Linked DNA regions of Capsicum annuum: region 2 is linked to region 1. A link is a contact called in public Hi-C data. All regions are on one chromosome and are shown on one strand. The core of a region is the stretch at or near the end of the contact, and the rest is flanking DNA. Distances in the headings are between cores, read along the strand shown.

Region 1 (5,592 bases), core at 3,076-5,575:
TTTTTTTGGGTTCAAGTTTTGTATACATAATATTTGTTATAAAGGGGATCATTGAGGAAACTGGGTCAGGCATTCTGTTGAGCAACGGGAACGATCTGCAGTTTCTTGTTGGGGGCAGGGAGTGGATTATAACTGCTATACTACGAGTGCGGGATCAGCTTGTGCATGTTAATGTGATACATTATAAGGATTATTTCTTTATTCCTCAAATGAAGATTATTTCTTTATTCCTCAAATGAAGGGACACTGGAAGTACATTATGGAAAAAGCCAAAGTACGTGCTTCTTGGACCTTTAGCCTTGAGTGGAGAGTCAGAGCACTTCATCGATTAGGTTTTCTGGCTTTTAATGCTATACGAAGGCATGATCAACCTCATGATACTGTTTACTGAACTAGGTTTAATCAGATTCCCTCTAAGCTGGGACACTAATACTTCACATTGAATCTTAAGCACAATTTCTTGCCAAGTCTTATGGAAGAACCGAATTAGAAAGAATTTAATTGAATTGAATTAATTTCGGTTTGGTATTCGGTATGCACCTGTGAAGACCCGAAAACTATAGAACCGAACTGAAGAACTGAATACCTGCCCATAATCAATTAATACTTAACCACCATTTGAAATGTAACTGGGAAATAGTTGCTTTTTAGGGCGGACATAAAATTTGGACTATAATACCACTTATTGAAGTACAGATAAAGTTAAGCTTATGGTGCTAGAGTTCAAAATTTTAGCAAGTGAAAACAAAATATGCTCGAGTTTGAACTCAAGAACAGAATCCTTTAGTTCGTATCTGTAAAACCACGAATTCAAGTTCTCTTTCCTTAAGTTATTAGCTGTAGAATCACGAGCAGTGAGTGTCTCATTTGTTGAAAAACTCCATAATATATTCTTGAGTTATTTGTTATAGAACTGCGAACTCGACATCAACTGTAGAACGACTCCATGACTCTTTCCTTCCTTGAGTTTTTAGTTATAGAGTACAAACATGGAGTCTAGACTCGTCTGTTGAGTTCTCAATTGTAGAATCATGAATTATCATTTATTTGTTCGAAGTTTTTATTCTCTATTTGAGATAAAAGCAACCAATCATCTCTTCCAGACAAGTATGTCAGTTACTCCGATATATCCATTAGCTTCCATATACCGCGACGATAATATGATTAAAAGCTTTCACCTACTCAAAGTATTCTTCATATGATGTTGGTGAGGTCTGCTTTGGCAAATCATTTCTTAATTTATGTGATGGGAAGTTTTAACTAAAAAATTACAGCTTTGGACACCTAGATTTAGCTTCCATATACTACGACGATAATATGATTAAAAGCTTTCACCTACTCAAAGTATTCTTCATATGATGTTGGTGAGGTCTGCTTTGGCAAATCATTTCTTAATTTATGTGATGGGAAGGTTTAACTAAAAAATTACAGCTTTGGACACCTAGATCTGAAAGAAGATGGATTAGGGATGTGACAAAGAAGCAGCAGCAGCAACACACAAGAAGAACCGAAGTAGAAGAAGTGTAGGTTTTTGAGTTTAGTTTTGGGATATATTTGTCTAACTAACTATGAAGTGGCTAAATATTAGTCCCTTCGTCCCAATTTATGTGGCACCGTTTGACTTGTCACAAAGTTTAAGAAAGAAAGTAAGACACTTGCAATTATGGTTTTAAACAAACCTTTTCTATTGCTATAAATCATTTTAAAAAAAAAGGGCAGCCCGGTGTACTAAAGCTCCCGCTATGTGTAGGGTCTGGGGTAGCTATAAATCATTTAACTAGAAGTAAAAAGAACTTTTGAGAAAGGTAACTTGTATTTATTTTTTATTTATTTATTTATTTATTTATTTTGAGGAAAGGTAACTGTTAGTTTATATTAATATCCACAAGTATACTACATTTGAATATGTAATCCCCTTCAAAAGTGTTGTAGTTACATAGGTCCCAAATTACAACCAGTCAATAGCTGCATTAATTGCTTCTGTTTGTTCTATCACTAACTGTTTACACTAAAAGTAATACAGAGCTAGACAATTTGACTTAAACTGCTGCATGTTCTCTGCTTCCCTTCAAAACGTCTCTGGTTTCGTTCCAGCCACATTGACCACCAAATACTAGCTGGGACAATCTTCCATCTCTCTTCCTTCTTTGCTGCATTGCCATCACTGTTCCAACACTTTAGAACCCCTTTGATACTATTTGGTTTCATCCATATTAGCTTCCTCATATTGATGAACATCTGCCATATCTGATTAGTCCACTTGCAACGCCAAAAAGATGGTTTATTGTCTCTGCTTGCTCTTCACACAGAAAGCATCAAGAGCACAGATGAAAACTTCTCATGAGAAGACTAAACACATAGAGATTGATTGTCATTTTGTCAGAGAAGATACTGTTAGGAGATATTATTACAAAATTTGTGACGTCAAGTGATCAACTTGCGGATATCTTCACCAAGTTCCTCATCTGTCTCTGTCTTAATTACATTTGTAATAAGTACATATGGCTGGTATGCACCATCTTGAGGAGGGAGTGTTAGAATATGAGTAAAAATAAGAATAGTATATAAAATCCTATCTGAAAAAGGATTGAGAAATAGTGTCTATAAATAGGGTCTCAATGTAATTATGTAAACACAACAATTCAATAATATTTTTTCTCACAAGTTGTTTCTGCTAATCTTGAACTGCAAGTTTGAGTGATTGTTTTTATCTTTTATGTGTGAAATTCATTAATATATTTACTGTCTTCATCTGGTTGCTAGTATTTACTTGACTATGCTATTCTGCACTTGGACTGATGATGACTTGATAGTACTTTTATCTTTGTGTAACAGTCCTGTATAAAAGTTGCTCTTGATTTTGTGTCTCCCGAAAATCTTCATGAATGCATCCGTCTGACTGAAGAGTTCCGCACTCTTCCACAAAATCATAGGGCCAAGGAGGACAAGTTGGAGGTATATCTAATTGGTTAAGGAGTTTGAGTTCTTTGCTTCTATTTGTTCCGAAGTGCTTATAGTATTTTATTGAAGGAGTGATTATGGTAGTTTGGTTTTTTGGTCACTTGGTGTTTTATACTTCAACCTTGTTTCTATGGTCTATTGCTTTCTTCTTTAGCTTTCCAGAATTTGGATGTTTTATACTGTTATTAAGTGACAGTGAGTTCATGTTACCAATTTAAAAAATAAAAGTGAATCATGCATTTGAGAAGTGTGAATCAGGAGAATATTTAAATAATCTTATAATTAATCATTCATTGACATATGGTCACATTTTTATCATGAAAAAGTTATCTTGATCTGTTTCTATTTGTTCATGTGGAAATTGTATTTGCTTGCTTAATTGTGACAGGTGAAGAAAATGAGTATTCACGCAGTGAGAGAAGCTGTAGCTGTATTGGAAAAGTAGGTCTCATCAACTCTATCTTTTTGTGTGGTACCTATTCACCTCTAGTAACCCTGTTTATGTGAACTTTTCCCATAGTTTGTGTATGTGGTAAGCAATCTACATGTAAATATTTGTTTCTTCTGGTCAATAGTTTCTCAAGCGAGTTCATATCATGAAATCAGAATGCCCTGTCAATCACAATTCTCATTTCTGAGTTAATCTAGGTTTCGTTCTTTGTTACAAAAATAAAAATCACTTCATTACATGCCTTTAAATTTTTGCGGAAAGAATTTATCTTCAATTTCGTGGTTATCACAGTGGAGTATTGGTTCTTGCTCACAGTACAAAGTGTTGTCTTGCTTCCAACTTCCAAGCTAAAATTATTTGCATTTAAATTACTTTTATATGAATGATCACCCTCCGTGTCATTGTCGTTTTCTTTGTGTAGATTTCATGGTGCCTTATCATGTGATAGACTAACTCTGTACCTTGATTCATAGGAAATTGACTGGCAAGAGTGAGGAAAAAAAAACACAAAATCACACCGGTAAGGAAGATGATAATGAAAATTCAGAGAGAGGTGATCAGAATTGGAATTGCCAGGATTTAAAAGGTGACAAGACGAGGTTCAGCAGAACGAAAGAGGATTTTGAGATGATTTGACAGAGGCTCTAAGTGAAGCACTTTTTGGATTATGAATATGTAGGATTATTCTAACTGAAGCACTTTTTGGTTAATATGTAGGATTATCCATGTTTGGCTGTATTTAGTTAAATCCCCTTGTATATGGGCTGACTAATTTTTCTTTCAGTTTCTGGGGCCATTTATGTGCAATCTTTAAGTTTTGGGAAAGAATGAAAATGGCCCCTGGGCCAAACAATTGCCACCAAAAATGACCATCGAATTATATCTCCGTACTGTAGAAAGAATGAAAATGGCCCCTGGGCCAAACAATTGCCACCAAAAATGACCATCAAATTATATTTCCATACTGTAGCCATTTGACCTCTTGATCACTGTTGCTCCTTTCTTTGGTTTTTTTGTCGCTGTTTCTTTTTCTTTTCTTTATTGGTGGCTTTCTTTCAAAACATTGCTCTCTTTTTTTATTCCTTTTAGTTTTGTAGTTTTTCTTCTTTTATTGTAGCAATCAAATATAATTTTCTAATGTCAATTAAATACAACAAGAGTAATAATAGCAAGTACTTGTACCAATGCGTATCTGGTACTAGATGCACGCATTTTTTATTCCAGACACAGGTACATATTTTATGCTGAATACATATTCCATATAAGTGGTACAACCTATATGCATATTATATACAAATATATATTCTATATAATAATTACTCGATTCTTATGCACATCTTATACAATCGTAAGCTACAATATATATGTATATATAGTTTTTATATATGTTATTATAGTTTTAATACACATTTCATACAACATTTAACTGTAATAATTATCTAGATATATTTTTATATAATAGTTAGTACAGTTATAGTCTTGAGCCGGGGGTCTTATCGGAAACAATCTCTCTACCTCTCTAGAGGTAGTGGTACAGACTGCGTATATTCTACCCTCCTCAGACTCCACTATTTGGCAATATACTGGGTTCGTTGTTGTTGTTGTAGTTAGTATAGTTATACACATTCTATACAATTTTTATATATATATCTACAGAAAGGTATTTTATATATTACACAAATACAAATTTATAAAGCAATTACATAGTTTTTACGAAAAAGGTGTCAGAAATACCCTTCAACTATTGGAATTGGTTCAAAAATACCCTTCGTTTACCTATTGGGCCAACAATACCCCTCCATCCACCTTTATGACTCAAATATACCCTTAAACTATCATTTTTTTTTAAAGGGAAAAGGACATGGGTTGACCATTTTGAAAAGAAATGGCCAACAATTTTAAAAGTTGGACAATTGGAGCCAGTTGGCCCCATTTAATTTCGGGTTTTAGCAATTTGGCACGTCGGTCGCATGCGGTCTCTATATCCAATTGATACACTTTTATACCATATTGATATACTTTTATACTACATTGATACACTTTGATACTGCATTGATACACTTTTATACCACGTCGATACAGTATATATACCACATAAATACACCTTTTATAGAGGAAATCCGAAGAAGGAAATAGAGGATGACTTGTAGAAAGTGAATGTATGTATAGAAGAGGAAAAT
Region 2 (5,894 bases), core at 1,880-4,379, 420 kb after region 1:
CAAGGTTTTGTAATTGACATGTCCTAAACGACTATGCCACAAATTATTTGACTCTAGCAAGTAATAAGAAGTCTCAGCTTTCTTTATTTAAACAGTTATTATATCAAGTTTGAAAAGGCTCTCACTGAGGTAGCCATGTCCTACATATGTTTCATTCTTGCTTATTACAACTTTCTCCAAAACAAAACACACACTTAAACCAGATTTTCATGAGAAGTGTTGTCAACACTAAGTTCTTCCTAATAGTAGGAACATGGAGAACATTGTTGAGAGTCAACACCTTGCCGAAAGTCATTTTTCGGAATATCTTCTCACTTCCTTCAACCTTGACTGTTGCATTATTTTCCATGAAGATCATTTCTTTAGGATCAACGGTATTATAAGTGGCAAAATCTTCTTTGTCCGTACAAACATGTGTAGTGGATCTTGAATCAAACCACTATTCATTTGTATTTTCAACTAGATTGCTTTAAGTGATCATGGCACACAGATTTTAAATCTTTTTCATTTTTTCCAATATGTTTATCTGATCTCATTTCTTGTTCTTATTCAGAACCTGACTATTTAGAGCTTCATGGCCAACATTACTACTATTGTAGCACTTGCCTTTGAATGTTTTCTTGTACTTCTCTATCTCTTGTCCAGAAGACTTCTTCATCTTCTTATTATTTGGAGCATCATCCTTAAAAGATTTGAAACTATCATTGATAATTTCTCATTGAACTCATTATCTTCTTCTATCTTGGGACGACTCACAAGATCTTTCAAATCAGACAATTAATTTTTAATTTTTATTTTTTCTGAAATATGAGGATTTATACTTGTGAACATTTTCATTTCAAGTTTGGTCAGCCAAAATAACATCGTTTACAGTCATTCTTTGAAGTTCACACCAAAATATTTTTTTTCGATTTCTCTGTCATATTCATTGCTAGAACAATATCTGAAGGACTTAATGATGCAACATTGGTTGTCGTTGCGACAACACCATTCATAATCGAATTAATTTGTTGTTCAGTTTCATTCATCATTTTTCTGTCAATCTTTGACATACACTTTAGTATTTTAGAATACTAAAAATAAAGATTTTAATCTTTATCCAACTTGTTTTTAGTCAACGATGAAGTTTTTATATCTTCAAATCACCAACCGAATGACTTTAAAATATTACAAAATTTTTATGACTTCAAATCAGCATCAAATGCAAACAAAGTGAATACCCATAGGTTTTAAACTCTAGAAACCAATACAGAGAGTTTATCTAATCAGTGCAGTTTTTATATTCTTCAAACCGAATTCCATACTGATTTCTTGGTAAAGTTTTTATATTTTTCTAATCGAGGGAGTAGAAATCAAAAGATCTTAGTCTCCACAAAATCAAACACAATACAAATTAACCAATTACTTGATTTATAAATAGTGGTATTCTTTTCTTTCTTTCACCAAACAAGCACTAAAATAAATATTTTTATAATTTTCTTAAGATTGTTGTATCTCTGATTTAGTAAAATCTGTATTTTTTCAACAATAACTTCAAATACATGTTCAAATTACATTTGAACAATAAAATGAAGTTTAAACTCTATATTTACAACTTTGAATTTTTTACAATAAATTCAACCAACTTATGAACAATCAAAAATGAAGTTCAAACTATTTTTTTCTTGAAAATAGAAAAAATCAAATGTTAAGAACTTCAACCAACTTATGAACTATCAAAATGAAATTTCAAGAACTTCAAACACAAGTTCAAACGGTTGAAGAACTATCAATATGAAGTTTAAACTATTTTCTAGAAAAACAGTAAAAACCAACTTTATGAAAAAGAGATGAAACAGAAAGATTCAAGTCCACCAAATTCACGGTGTGTCCTTAAGAAAATTATTCCCCTCAAGTATCCGAGGTTATGAAATATATCCTCCCAAGATAAATGAATCACTTCGACGGAATAGCGGTACCTCAAATTCTGTCAAATTACAAACGCACTCAATAAGAGCAAATTACACTAGAGTTTTTTCAAAAAAGAACAGTATTTTTTCTTCAAAATTTCATATCTACACCCGAGGAAAAATTCAGGTATTTATTACCATCAAGGTATTGCTTCATGAGCAGAAGCAATGATTTGGAAAGGTGCATCCCTTCATAAAGGTAGCAACTCTTCGAAAAATGTACAACTCTTCGAAAAAGTCACAACCCATCGGAAAGGTCATAATCATTCAAACCGAAAAGGCGCCTATTCAAATTGCATTCTTTCTCTTGGTGTCTTTTTAAAAAAACACATATTCATTTTCCATTCACACCGCTTAAACCCAACATAATTTTTATACACATATATGATATGATTTAGTATTAAGGTAATAACTGTTTAATCTAGAATTATTGTTTGTCTCTGTGTCGAGTTGGAATAACAATATTGACATATAATTGGCAGCCAATTTGCTTTGCATCTATACTTGTTGGCTAATTTATCTTGCTTTTTTTTTTTCAGTTTGTTTATTTGCTAAACTGAATTGGAGGAAGCATCACAGAAGGCAAGGAAAAAGAGAATGTTGAACTAATAGTCATTCTAATCTTGAGCTAAAGTTGTTTATATAGATTCACCTCTTTAATTAGTACAAGTAGTATTTGATACATTTCAATGGCCTAAATTATGTACTTATTATGTATACACTTAGTTTTTTGGATTTTTGAAAGTGGAATTTGTTTCACTTAAATGCGGAATGTTTTAATCAAGAAGTAGTACTCATATCATATAAAGTTTAGCTTTTTGGTGTGCATTTAAGGGGGTGGCTTCATGGTCAATCTTATGTGACGGAGAATCATGAGATCTCACTAAAAGTCTCGAATATTTGTATAAACATGACATGGTTTGAGAATCTAACGTTTTAGGTTTAACTTTTAATAGAGATCAAAAATATTAGGTAATTCTTTTTATTTGTTCTAGTTTTGATGTATAAAGTTATATGATATTTATTATTAGTGAGAGTTAACAGATATTTAATTTAATTAATTGAGACATACAAAGGCTGGTCAAGATACCCAATTATCGAAATAATAATAAAAAACCTCTTTGAGACACCAAATCCCAAACTCAACCCACCCCACAACCCACACCCTCATAAATTCTTTCAGTTTTCTTTTTCCAACCCACCCTGCCCTCCCTCCTCGCCCATCCCCCACCCCCCAACACCATATGCATCAGTCCGCTCCAATCCATTTTCATTGTTGCATTAAATATATATAAATAGATTTTAGATATTTTTTTACTTTTATATCAAACACAAAAAATTAAATAAAAAATAATTTATTTTCATAAAAAATATTTTCCTTCATATGGAACACACCCTAAAACTTAATTCTTCTATTTCTTTCACGGTTGGTAGAAAAGTATTACCAATTATTTATTGCAAGCCATAGAACTAGCGATGCTAATGGGGCGGAGCAGGGCAGATGTGAGGGCAAAGCCGAATTAAATCCATAGATTTTGAACAGCCCCGCCTCACATAGCATAATTTTAGAAAAATTATATAGATATTTTATATTTAAAAAGTATTTATAATTTATAGTAATAGAATTTTTTTCAAATATAATAATTATAATATATTTGTATTACATGCATAAATCACTTTTAATACATTGTGCAGATTTCTTATCTAACAAACATAATACATTTTAAAACACATAATACATCTATATTGCATCCATAATATATTTTTAATACATAGTGCAATTGTTATCAATGGTAGTAATAAACAACAGAGCAATGTTTTAAAATAGTAAGTACTTATTAAAAGATAATTAAGCAAGTAATCAGTGCCATAATTGTTTGATTTTGCCATGCCCCGCATATTTTGCTTTTGTTATGCAGTTTACATTATGCAGCCTATAATCTTTAGCTTTTAGTTTCTAGCAAAACAGACTCTTGTTCACATGCTACGTTGATATTGTGTGATTTAAGTTCATGATATTTAACTGTGGCTACATGCCTAAATTGCTTTCTGATCTTAGATGCATAATTAGAGTAACAAGTAACCATATGCCATATTATATACGGTGAGCAATATGAGAAACGAAATTGCAACAGAAGTCATGAAACAGATTCTATGGATTCGTAGAATATAGGAGTTTGGAGTGTAAAGGTAATTTAAAATTTTAAAGAGGCATATGAAAATGAAAAAAATTCAAAACAAACAAGTGTTTATCTTATTCATTAAAAGTTAACATCGTTAGTTACAAGGTAAAATGTAAGGTAAATAAAGTCACTTACATTCTTTTTTGATGAAAAAGTTGGTGAGGGCTGGGAATTTAATGCCACCAATGCTTGTCCATTTTGGGGTGTCTAGCAATATGCGTTTAGTTTATTAAATCAATGGATAAATATCTAGTTTTACCTATTTTATTCTTGATATTAAATACAATACATCACTCATTACATTTTTCAAAACAAAAAATTTATTATATTCAAAGGCTAATATAGTAAAATCACCCATCTATTGTTGTTTCTTAAGGTATATGTCATGGCAAAAGTGAATAAGTATTTATGAACGGAGGAGTATTTAGTGAAGAATTTATTTCAACTGCAGTGCAAGGTTGGGAGACTGTTTTACCTTACAAAGTAAAATGTGTCCCTTATTAATTTTCTTTTATAAACCACCTGTTTCTTTCATTTGTTATTCAGATTATTTGTTTGCACCTGTTTCACTCTCTTCATTCACATTATTTTGAGTGTTTGTTCTTGCTGAAAGTCTATTTCATCAAAAATCTTGCATTTTAAGGTATATTTCAATCACCTTTTTATATAATCATTCCAATACCTAACAAACAAGTATGTAGTATTAATATTATTAATCATCTTTTTAGCTTTTACTAATTTGCAAAATGTTATTGTTATCGTGCCAATGTGTTAAGCCTAAACCTAGGTTAAATCATTATTGTCTATCTAATTCTTTTTTGAATTATTGTTTGCACAACAAAGATGTTAAGTTTGAACATGCATGTGTAAAAAACTTGCCCTTTAAGCTCCAAACTCCCTTTAGTTGCATGCTTGTGTAAACTGGTCAATTCATCAAATTATTACTTCACATAAATGTTTATGAAACAACATATCAAAACTAATTTTAATTTTCTTTGTGTATAGATATGGAAATCAACAGTTTGTCCATCTAAGATCATCACAATATGACGTATATGCCACGCAAAGTAAGCATCAGTCTAAGACTATTTTGAGAGGCACATTAAAGGGAGAAAAGGCATGTTTAGCGAACCATCTTGATGCGAATATTTGGGTCCTTTTTTCTTTGAAAAATGCAATAAGTGATGTATTGTATTTAATAGTAAGGGTAAATAGGTAAAAATGAATAAATTATTCATTGATTTTATAAATTGGACAAGTATTGTTGGACATCTTAAAATAGAAAAATGGACAAATAAAGATAGACGGAATGAGTACATTAACATCATTAAATTTCTAACTCTCATTTTCAATCAAAGGATAAGGTAAATGACTTCATTTACCTTGCAAAGTAAAATCATGATTTTACTTTACACTTTATCAAGTAATTAAAAACGTTAACTTTTAGTGAACTAGATAAACACGTGTTTACCTTGTTCATTTTGAAATTTGCTCATTTTCATATGCCCTTCTAAAATTTTCAAAGAAAAACACTTAAGTCTTTTAGGCTCCCGACTCTATAGTATCTAATTATATGTTACTGGATTTTAATCTTTTTACTTCCAAGTGTTTTGTGTATAGCATAAACAACTAATAACTGATATTATTAGTGTTTTTAAAGTATTTATTTTTCTAAAAAAAAGTACTTTGTTGAAATAATTTTTTTATTTTTTTTTAGCTTTTGTTTTGTTTAAATCCGCAAAATCTCACAACCCGCTCCCGC

What was found. Hi-C and Micro-C count contacts between places; a contact is called where the count stands out from the background.
Region 2: a Hi-C map of leaf shows a contact between it and region 1, with 4 times the contacts expected there. The contact joins two enhancer-like sites. A contact is called at or near these places in 3 of 5 Hi-C or Micro-C datasets (bud, leaf and placenta).

The regions. Positions count from the first base shown.
Region 1 is chr5:53,515,781-53,521,372 of UCD10Xv1.1, forward strand. LOC107870654 (lysine-specific demethylase JMJ25) reads left to right here. Exons shown (of 12, transcript XM_047413005.1): 11 at 2,836-2,955; 12 at 3,886-4,398. The coding sequence ends at 3,906. Among protein-coding and RNA genes, the nearest start is that of LOC107870654, 14 kb to the left of the region's middle. Within about 2 kb of position 4,326, at least 2 of the 5 cell types and tissues checked have an H3K27ac peak or open chromatin away from gene starts, as enhancers often do. A contact at or near this core is called in leaf, where this site is marked.
Region 2 is chr5:53,940,457-53,946,350 of UCD10Xv1.1, forward strand. No RefSeq gene overlaps it. Among protein-coding and RNA genes, the nearest start is that of LOC107870656, 61 kb to the right of the region's middle. Within about 2 kb of position 3,130, at least 1 of the 5 cell types and tissues checked has an H3K27ac peak or open chromatin away from gene starts, as enhancers often do. A contact at or near this core is called in leaf, where this site is marked.